Linked DNA regions of Mus musculus: region 1 is linked to region 2. A link is a contact called in public capture Hi-C data. All regions are on one chromosome and are shown on one strand. The core of a region is the stretch at or near the end of the contact, and the rest is flanking DNA. Distances in the headings are between cores, read along the strand shown.

Region 1 (5,053 bases), core at 1,885-4,384, 1.0 Mb before region 2:
TGTACTGGTATAATTTTATACATGCTCGAAGGCCTGGGGAATAATCTTTCTTAGCTCTTGTCACCTAGTGTATGGGATGTTTTGTTGATTTTTTTTTAATGCCCCCCTTATGAATTTATATACTTGGTATATATGTCTGGGAAGGGCTTTCATTTCATGGAAGTATGTTACTATATTTGTTGCTGGATGCAGTTGGTTGGAGTTTGCTTTTCTAGCAGCTGAGCAAAACCTGATATTAAGAGAAACCTGGTCTGTTTAGATAACATAGTGTGTAGAGATTTATGGGCCAGTGAGTAAGTGGCGGGGTGGGGGTGGGGGAATCTCATTGGCTTAAGGAACTGAGAGATACTGGTTTTGGTTAGCTTGTTTTAATCACTCCTAAGTTCATAATAAGAGAGGTCAGGGTCTTCAATCTCTGAACTCTGACTTTAGCCACCAGTACATAGCTTTCTTTCATTTTTCCACCTGTCAAATTAAATTATTCAGGTCAACCCCTGTCTTATAAAGTTGGATTCATTTTCTGTTGTTGCTTTTTTTACTTTAAGATAAGCGAAGAAAGTTGAAACAACTGGTTTCAGCTTCCTGCTTAGAAAACTGTGATTACAGAAGTTCACAATACCTTCCCTGTAGTTGTACATCTGCCTGCTTAGTCCTTGTGGGAGAATCCTCTGCCTTGTTAGTCTCCCACTGTGTTCTCTTATGCATGCTTATTGTATATGAAAAAGTATACGCTCTTGAGCTTGGCATTCAGGACTTGTGCAAATGGCCCTATACTGTGTGGTCTTCCTCTTCCAACTCCTTCACTGCAGTCAAACCTGTAGACAGGTAGTCAGTCCCTCATCTCTAGCCTGCCTTCTTCCGCTTCCCTTCCTCTCAGCCCAGAGCACTGATTGGCTGTAGCAGTGAGATAGCAGAGGCAGAATCCAGAGGGAAAGCATCAAAACAGGTTTTGTTTGTTTGTTTTGTTTTTTTAAATCTTCTTTGCACCTTACTCTATGGTTAGCACCATTCTGGAGAAGCGCTTTCTGCAGCTTCTGGCTGGATGAGTTTGCCCTAGAATACTGAATTTCGGGCCACAGGAGTTCATTTCCCTGCTCATTACATGCTGAGGTGCTTTCTAATTACGTGTGTGTGTGTGTGTGTGTGTGTGTGTGTGTGTGTGTGTGTGTGTGTGTGTTTTGTGTTTTCCCTTGGAAGTGGGAAGAAAGCATCATATGTCCTAGAGGTTACAGATTTTTGTCACCCACCCAGTGTGATAGCTGGGAGCGGTCTCCAGTCCTCTGAAAGAGTAGCAAGCACTGTAACCATTAGGCTGTCTTTCCAGCCTCTTAACTATAAAAATTAATAATTTACTTACTTATACTGTATATGTATGTGACGTGTATGGAGGTTAGAGGACAGCTCTGTGGAGTTGGATACCACCTTCAAACTTTCTATGGGTCCTGAGCATTGAACTAAAAGTTCACTAGTCTTGCTCAGTAAGTTCCTTTATACATTGAGCTATCTTACCAGCTCTTAATTCCCTGTCACCCTTTTCTACTACTGAACCACCATTTTTGAGACAGGGACTCATATAATCCAAACACACTATGTAATTGAGTCTGGCCTTAAATTCCTTGTTCTTTTCAAAATGTTGGGATTATAGGTGCCCACCACCATCCTTGGCTATTTTAATTTCTTAGGTCTTGGAGAAAGATGAGTGCTGATTTTATACCCATGATTCATAAAGAACCCTTATATCTTTATCTTTTCAAGACAAGGTTTCTCTGCATATCCCTGGCTATTCTGGAACTTTCTCTAGCCTAACCTGGCCTAGAACTCAAAGAGTTCTGCCTGCCTCTATCTTCTGAGTGCTGGGATTAAAGGCGAGGGCCACTATCACTCTGTCACAGAAAAACATTTATTAAGTTTTTAGTAAACTTTTGGTTTGTGGTGTGACTTAAAATATATGCTTTACCTCATTTCAATAGCCTTAGAGAAAGAAAATGTCTAAGTCTATACTTAAGGTCTTAAAGACAAATGTTCAGTATTTCCCATTACAATGTGAACAGACTTGATGACATAATTTTTAAATTTATTTTGTGTATGGATGTTTTACCTGCATGTATGTATGCATAGCATGTTGTGCCTTGTGTCCTCAGACTTCAGAAGAGGGTGTCAGATCCCCTGGGACTGTGTACATGGAGATGGTTGTGAGCCATGTGGGCTCAGGTAGGAGCTAAACCTGGGTCCTCTACAAGAGCAGCAAGTGCTCTTGACCTCTGACCCAACTTTCTAGACCAACATTATTTTTATCTTCAGTATATGAGTGTTTTTCCTGCATGTGTATGGAATGCCTATGGAAGCTAGAGAGATGATGTTAGAGTCCCGGAAATAAAACTTAGTTATTAAGAGCCATGGGAGTGCTGGGACCCAAACTCTAATCCTCTACTAAAGCTGCACGCTATCTCCAGCAGCAAATGGCCTCTTCCTCCTCCTCTTCTTCCTCCATTTTTCGTAGGAAGGTTAGGGGTAGGATTATATATGAGGACATTTGAGGGATTTTATGAAATGCGCTGTATTGTTTTGTTTTTGTTATGTTCCTCAGACAACTTTATGGGGCAAATCATCAAAGCAAATCAAACCTTTCCCCAGTTTCATCTCAGGATTAAGTCCTGATAACTTTGTGACTCAACCCTGTTTTTTTAATGATGTGCTAATTATAATTATTTTCATAGCACTTAACCTTAATGTATGTCATCTGGCTTAATAGATTTTTCTTAAAGTACTCAGCATGAAAGATAGTATTTAGTAAATTCCAAATAAATGTGCATTTCCTCAGTACCAGTAATTCTGTGGGGCAGATAGTCACTTGCTTTTTATAAAGACATATGTGTCTTTATAAAGTCAATATGACTGATCTAAATCCAGGCTTTTCTAAGTCCAAATTTGACAACCCTCCTGTAGTAACTACTTCAATGTATGGGCAGAGTGTGGGCAATTAGTATGTGCTGAGAGCTGCTCAGATTTCAGTTTAGGCAGCCAAAGGAATACCAGACCTCTTCAGTCCTTAAACAAAATGTTTAAGAAGACTACTAAGAGGCCTCCTACATGTCAGTTATGTAGCAAAGAGAGGAGGCTTCTGCTTTCTGACACATCTTATGCCTCGGAAGGTCCGAGTGTTGCAGTGGCTTTCTAAAAAGCCCTGCCTCCTTCTGGCAGTCAGACCCGAGGAAGGAAACTGTTCTGCAGAATCTTAGGAGTTTTTCATCATTCTCAGCCTCTACTTGGTTTTCTGGATTGGGAATTGCTTCATGAGCCAGGAATTATTCAGAAGTTCAGCTCAGATGTGTCTTTTCCTAGGGAGATGAAAGTCAAAACCCCCATTTGGTTTCCCTCCCTAAAATGTAAACTGATAGCAAGCGCCTGACCATTCTGCTGTGGTTTTCACACATTGCTCTTTGTTGTAGCTTTAATATTTACTCATTTGTTTTTCTTCTATTTCCTCCATCTAGGAGCCCAAAGATCAGACTGGGTTCTATCTATCAGACCTGCCCATCTCACGCTGAGAAGCCGCTGAATATTTGTTAAGAGTATGGGTTATGTTTCATTAAGAGATTTTCAAATTGAAACTATTAAGATGGGGACTCTAAATCAGTAGTACCAACCCATCTTGAGAACATGCTAGAAACAGAAACTACCTTCTTAAGTTATGTGAATCTGGGACTCTGGTATAGCCCAACAATAAGTATTTTTAACTAGCTTTCCAGGTAGTCTCTGTACATTCCTCAAGTTGCTTCCATACAGGGACAGGCATAAAAATCTGATTTCTTATGGAGAAGCGAAAACTTGGAGGAATATGTATTTAGAATAAAGTTGTATACTAAAGAAAAAGGCATTTGGCCAGCCAGGAGTGGGCTCTATCCTGCTATAACTAAGGAAGCCACGTAACAATTGTGAGCCTGTGCCTCATGCGGTCAGTTACCCCGTTCTTCCATTGAGTTAAAGAGGGAAATAGTGTATATATAAGCCCTGAGAATGGTTCAGCTCAACACTTCACCTCTATATGCCTAATAAATAACCTATTAGGTTTAACCTAAAGAACAAAAATTTCTGCTGCTTGGAAATGTGGTGGGTGGAGCCTGACTACACCCTGCACTGATCTACCTGAAAATCTGGCCTTTGCTCCCTCTCAAAGGAACGTCCAGGGTTGACTTTACCAGGGTGGTGTTGGAAACTCTTTCAAGTCTCCTATGTATGTATTTATTTATTGTTTTTGATTTTTCTTTTTTGAGACAGGGTTTCTCTGTGTAGTTCTGGCTGTCCTGGTCAAGTTTCCTTTAAAGAAAGCTTAAATGTGCACACAGACTGTAAGAATCCCGTGTTGTTCTGACTTCAGGGGTTTAGATGTTTAACTGTCTGTGGTGGAAACTGGTATGGTTAACAACAGCTCTACAGACAGGTAAGGGTATCTTCCCAGCCTTAAGTCTGCTGTGCTAGAATTCTACTTGCATAGATTAGCAGCCCAGACAGTGAAAAAGCCAGGAGTTTTCAGATTCTGATACTCCCCTCTCATCTCCCCAACAACTTTATAACTAAGATCCAGCTATGAAAAAGTAAAAATTAAAAAACGGTGAAAAACCTCAGATAAGGGCATGTTTCTAATGCTGAATGATTAGTTTAATTAAAGATTTGACAGTATTAAGCCATTTAATGAGTACTCAGAACTTGCTACTTGAAAGCTTTGTAGTTTGGTCAGTATGGCATACTTTAAATAAAAGCAAGAAGGATCCTAATTTTTAAATAAAAGTCAAGTAAAGTTGACTTTAAAATGAAACACTCATTTCTTGTTATTAGCACAAATTCATTGCCCTTTTCTCTGAGCTTTGGTCTTGTGGTTGGAAAATGGGTTGGTCATCATAGCCTGAGCCGAACAACAAATGAAAGCAAATGAGAAATAAACTCACTGCCAGGAGGCAACTTCCTGCAAGGCTAAATTCTAGAGTGCAGAGTGAGAAAGGGGACAGACAGAGACAGGTGGGGGAAGGGGTGCTGAGCCAGGTTTAAATTTAAA
Region 2 (5,169 bases), core at 2,355-4,854:
AGCTTGGTATTGGGTTGTCTCAAACTCACATGCTTCTTGCCTTAGCCTTTCAAAGTGCTATGGTCACAGGTATGTACTACTATGTATGGCTACAAACCAATTTAAACAAAGACAGGATCTCTCTGTGTAGTCCTGGCTGGTCTTGAACTCACAGAGATGTGTCTGCCTCTGCATGCGGATGCCATAAGAGGGCAATGGATTCCCTGGAAGTAGTTACAGATGGTTATAAACCACCATATGGGTTTTGGGACCAAATCCAGGTCCTCTGAATGTGCACCAGTGAGCCATCTCACCAGCTCCTACAATTGTATCTTAACTGCCTAGTCCTTCCACTTGGATCTTTTGGCCAAGGCCTAGATTTGCTTAGACAAACTTTGCTGGAAACTTTGTTTCTATCAAAACAGAATCTAGTTAAGTAAATAATAAAATATAAAACCCTTTAAGTTGTCCATAACCTAATTTTGTATTTGTGTTGGTTGTGGTGATGGGATGATTAGCTAAGCAAGCACTGTATCACTATTATACCCTCAAGCTGGAGATTTGTTTTTTTTAAAAGACTTTTAAGTTGTAAGTATGAGTGTATATGCTTGGGGACCATAAGAGGGCATCAAATCCTTTGGAGATGATTGTTATACTCAGAGTGAGTGCTGGGAACCAAAATTAGGTTCTAGCTCCAAGGTGGGGGCCTAAAGTATTCTGGACACTGAAGTGGTTAGAATGAGAATGTCCCTCATACGCTCAGTATTTGAACACCGCAGCCCCAGTCTGTGGTGCTGTCTGGGGAGCTGATTAGACTATGCTGCAGGAAGTATATCAATGGAGGCAGGCGTTTAGAGTTTACAGACTGGCCCCATTTCCAGCTTGTTCTTTCTCTTTTGTTTCTACCACTGAACATGTGATCTCTAGCTTCCTGTTTCTGCAGCCATGCTTCTTCATGCGTCACGATGGACTTTCTTTTATCTGTCTGGAATCATAGGCTAAAGGGAATTCTCTAGTTTGCACAAGTTGCTTTGGTCATGGTGTTTTATCATAGCAATAGAAAAGTAACTAATATAGTTAGTATACATTCTGTTCCTAGAGATTCAGTGCTCATAATGAATCTACTCAACTTACATTAAACAAATTGCTTAAGGTGGACATAATGGCTCATGCCTATAATCCCAGCACTTGGGAAGTGAAGGCAAGAGAATCAGGAGTTCAAAGTCAGTCTCAGCTGTATAAACTCAATTTGAGGCCAGCCTAGGCTACATGGAACCCTGTCTCAAAATACAAAACAAAAACCCATCTCAAATAAATAAATGAATAAACAAAGGGTTGAAGAAGTGGCTCAGTGGTTAAGAGCATTTGCTGCTCTTGTGGAGAACCTGGGTTTAATTCCCAACACCTACATCAGGCAGCTAATAACCACCTGAAAGTATAGCTCCAGGAGACCCAACTACTTCTTTTGACTTTTGAGGATATCAGGCAGGTATGTGATGTTCATATATACACATACACATACTCACACATACAAACAAACATCTTTTAAAAAGGAGGAAGTAAAACAAAACAAACAAACATGTTTTAGCTGCTCAAGTGGCCTTCAAAATCTGGTTCACTTACTTAATGGTTCCTTTGAATACATTCAGACAACAATGCTATTTTATAACTTCATCATTTTGCACAGGCTACTCAGTCCATGTTTTCAATGGGCCTCATTCTAACCTAACTATTCAACCTTTAAACTAGGTAAAATATCATGGCCTCTAACTCAGTTATCCTCAACCTAATTTATTATTTTCCACTGTGCAATACACATACTTATCAATTTGCTCATTGGTATTTTATGTTAATTTCTATACCTGTAAGCTTTTTAAAAAAATAGATTCCATTTGTGTCAAGAGTGTGCAGGCTTGGCTTAGGGCTTAGAAGCACTCATTTCTTTGAACTAAACTGCATACTTTTTCTTGGCCCTTTCTACAGTACTTGATTTTAATTCTTATTAAATTCAATATTTTTACATGTGTTTATATTTTTCATCTTTTTTAAAAAAAGAGACATAAACTTTAGTGGGTGTGGTGGTATACTCTTTTAATCCCAGGACTCTAGAAGTGATCTCTGTGAGATCAAGGCCAGCTTGATCTGCAGGACAGCCAGGGTTACATAGTGAGACTCTGTCAGAAATGAATAGATTTTATCATTTAATACAATAGTTACCATTCCTTTTTCTTTCTTCTCTTTTTGAGACAGAGCCTTGCTGTGTGGCTTTGGCTGGTCCCAAAGTTGCCATCTTGCCACCAGAAGCTGGATGACAGCTACCCTTATTCCTTTTTACTAACATCCTTTATATTGGGAGGTCACTGTTGTTATGGAAAGGAAATGGGCTGCTGATGAGGCATCTTTTAAGTATTCTACCTGGTACCTCTCTCCTGTGGTACCTTTCTCTTATACATTGATTAGTAGTCATAGATGATGTATCTATTATTTAGTATAAAATTCTGTACCATTTACATAAAAGATACCTACCCTGATAAGAGAGATTTCTAGATAACAGTATTCCTCCACCTCATTTGGAATTTAGGTTTTTTTTTTTTCCACCCAGAAATAACAACAAAGTCAGTTATAGACATTATTTATTTCTCTTTATTATCTTCTGGCTCCTTTCTATAGCCACTTTTCATTCTAAAATATATTCACCCATTCCCTTTTAAAGAGAGTTTTATTTCATTACTGTATGTGTATGGGTGTTTTGCTTGCATTTATGTCTGAGCACCACATGTAGGCCCAGTGCCCAGGAGGCTAGAGGACATAAGATATTCTAGGACTGGAGTTACAGATGGTTTTAAGCCACTCCCTAAGTACTGGGCACCAAATCAAGGTCCTTTCTAAGAGTAGCCAGTGCTCTTACATGTGTCCAGCCCTACACGTGTCTTTTATGAACTACTTGAGAGTCTTAGGAAGTCCTACAGTTCTATCTTACAGAAAGTGTAGTCTTGTAAAATCAACAACTGCCTATGCTTCATGTCAGTGCATCACCACTGGCAATATTAGTCTAAACCTGGAATCCCCTTATATTTCCTTAGACAGATCTTTGTCCTGTAATCCCAGCCACTTGGGAAGTAGAGACCAGAGAATCAGGAGTTCTAGGCCAGCCTGAATTACATAACACTATCTCTGAAGCGAGGGAAAAAGTCTTTTACCTTTCAGTTAGTCTTTTCTTAGCATTTTTCTGAGATAGAATCTTATTAAGTCACTCTGGTCAGCCTTGAACTCAGAGATCTGCCTGTTTCTACTTCTGGAGTGCTGGAATTAAACCATGATTCTTGGCTGCTTTTTTTTTTTTTTCTTTTTAAATTTGAGACTTGGCTGAGAAAGTAACTTGTTTTTAAAAGAAATGACTTATTTGCTCATCACTATGTCCCAAGGACTTAGATCACTGTTTGATTTATAGGTGAAGATTTGTAAAATGAATGAAGACAAACAATAGAAAATTTAATATATGTACCTCTGGTAAATAGAACTGGGAAAAGATCATTAGCAGTTTTCGCTTTAGCCTGATTGAAGCTTTACTGTTTCTAAGTAACATTAAAATCTACTCACATGACTGTTTCACTTCCTCTTTGGGTTATGCTCCCTTCTAGATTTTATATCTGTGTTGTAAATGTTCAAGCTTAACAGAGAAATCGTTGTGTGTCCTCTGTAGTACCTTTGGGTGCCTTTTCTCTCTCTCTCTCTCTCTCTCTCTCTCTCTCTCTCTCTCTCTCTATATATATATATATATATATATATATATATATATATATATTTATTTATTTATTTATTTATTTTTTGAGTAGCACTGTAACTACCAGAAACAGTTCATGAACGCCTAAAACATGAGCTCTTTCTTTTTTCGTGTCACAGACTCAAGGGTTGCATCAAACTACTTCCCGTATACCTCCTATAGAATCGTTTCTGTGGATACTTTTAGAGTGCTGCTCTCTCCAATATAGTGGTTACTATAAACCTATTCAGACACTACATGGTTACTCTCTCTCATGGATTCTAATGCTTTTGTTTACTAGTTGAAACTTCTTTATTGACAAGAATCAATTCTGGAAGTCTCCACTTTTGGAAGGTGAGAAAGTGCATTTGGTCACCAAGGCAAGTGTTTATAATTTTCAGTATATTATAAATTTCCAATGTCTTTTAGCTAAAAATAAGAACTTCAGCTAATATCTTTCTGATGTAATTATATTGTATCTAGCCCACGGTTTTGACTTTTATTAAATCCAATCTAAACAAATTTTATATTCTGTACTAATGAATATATATGTAAAATACTAACAGTTTTGAGACATAATCTTTACCTGCATCCATTAATGCCAAACTTCCACCACATGCAGATGCCATAGAAGATGACCCTATTTGGGAAAGGAAAAATAAAAAAGGAGAACCACTTATATTGTAATATATTAATTTCTTAACATTAGCGTTGCTTATTTCCTTGTAAATGCTGTTCTTAAACACAGTCAACGGTCTTCTTGTCCTTCTTTGTAACAAACTTGATGGGCTGGAGATGACTAAGTGGGTCAGAGTGCATGCTGTACAGTAGGAGAAGCTGAGTTTCAATTCTTAGCACCCATTTTAAAAAGAAGAAAAAGCTGGGTGTGTGGCCAAACGTACATGGATCCCCAACAACCAGGTATAGAGGCAGGGAGATCACTAAGGCTTGCTGGCTGCCAGCTTCGTTCTAAGCTCAGTGAGAAACCTTGTATCACTGGAACAAGGCGAGACTGATAGAGTAGGACATCTGATTTTCTCCCTGCCTTCTGTGTGTCTGTAGATGTAAGTTTCTCTCACTTGCAATCCCAGCACTCACCAATATATAAACAAACAAATAAAGATATAAAAGCATTAAGTCAATCTTGCTCTGTTGCTTGTTTGGAAAAAATAAATAGTAACCAAAACTAGATGTATTATAATAAATGCAAAAGGGGAAATGCTTGCTTTACACATGCTTGCTTTCACAATAACTTAGTGCCTAAGAACAGATCAACTTAACATTGTTTCCTGCAGAACATGACATAACGTAACCTTAGAAAAGTTAAGACTGCATCAGGGAATCTAGTCTTTTATACTAGGAAAGAAATATTGCAGTATCATACCATTTGATTCGAGGACTTCAGATGTAACTCTTATGGTAAAAGG

What was found. Capture Hi-C pulls out chosen DNA fragments and counts their contacts.
Region 1: a capture Hi-C map of macrophages shows a contact between it and region 2, with 7 times the contacts expected there. The contact joins two enhancer-like sites. A contact is called at or near these places in 1 of 39 promoter capture datasets (pre-B cells), 1 of 484 Hi-C or Micro-C datasets (bone marrow-derived macrophages), 4 of 115 datasets of contacts at active chromatin or transcription factors (astrocytes, bone marrow-derived macrophages, double positive thymocytes and 1 more) and 2 of 9 other capture datasets (liver and macrophages).

What each region holds. Positions count from the first base shown.
Region 1 is chr11:30,190,217-30,195,269 of GRCm38.p6, reverse strand. The region is part of intron 1 of Sptbn1 (spectrin beta, non-erythrocytic 1); the gene reads left to right. Among named protein-coding and RNA genes, the nearest start is that of Sptbn1, 27 kb to the left of the region's middle. Within about 2 kb of position 3,134, at least 11 of the 459 cell types and tissues checked have an H3K27ac peak or open chromatin away from gene starts, as enhancers often do. A contact at or near this core is called in macrophages, where this site is marked.
Region 2 is chr11:29,147,491-29,152,659 of GRCm38.p6, reverse strand. Pnpt1 (polyribonucleotide nucleotidyltransferase 1) reads right to left here. Exons shown (of 28, transcript NM_027869.2): 17 at 5,127-5,169; 18 at 4,329-4,382. Among named protein-coding and RNA genes, the nearest start is that of Pnpt1, 19 kb to the right of the region's middle. Within about 2 kb of position 3,604, at least 9 of the 459 cell types and tissues checked have an H3K27ac peak or open chromatin away from gene starts, as enhancers often do. A contact at or near this core is called in macrophages, where this site is marked.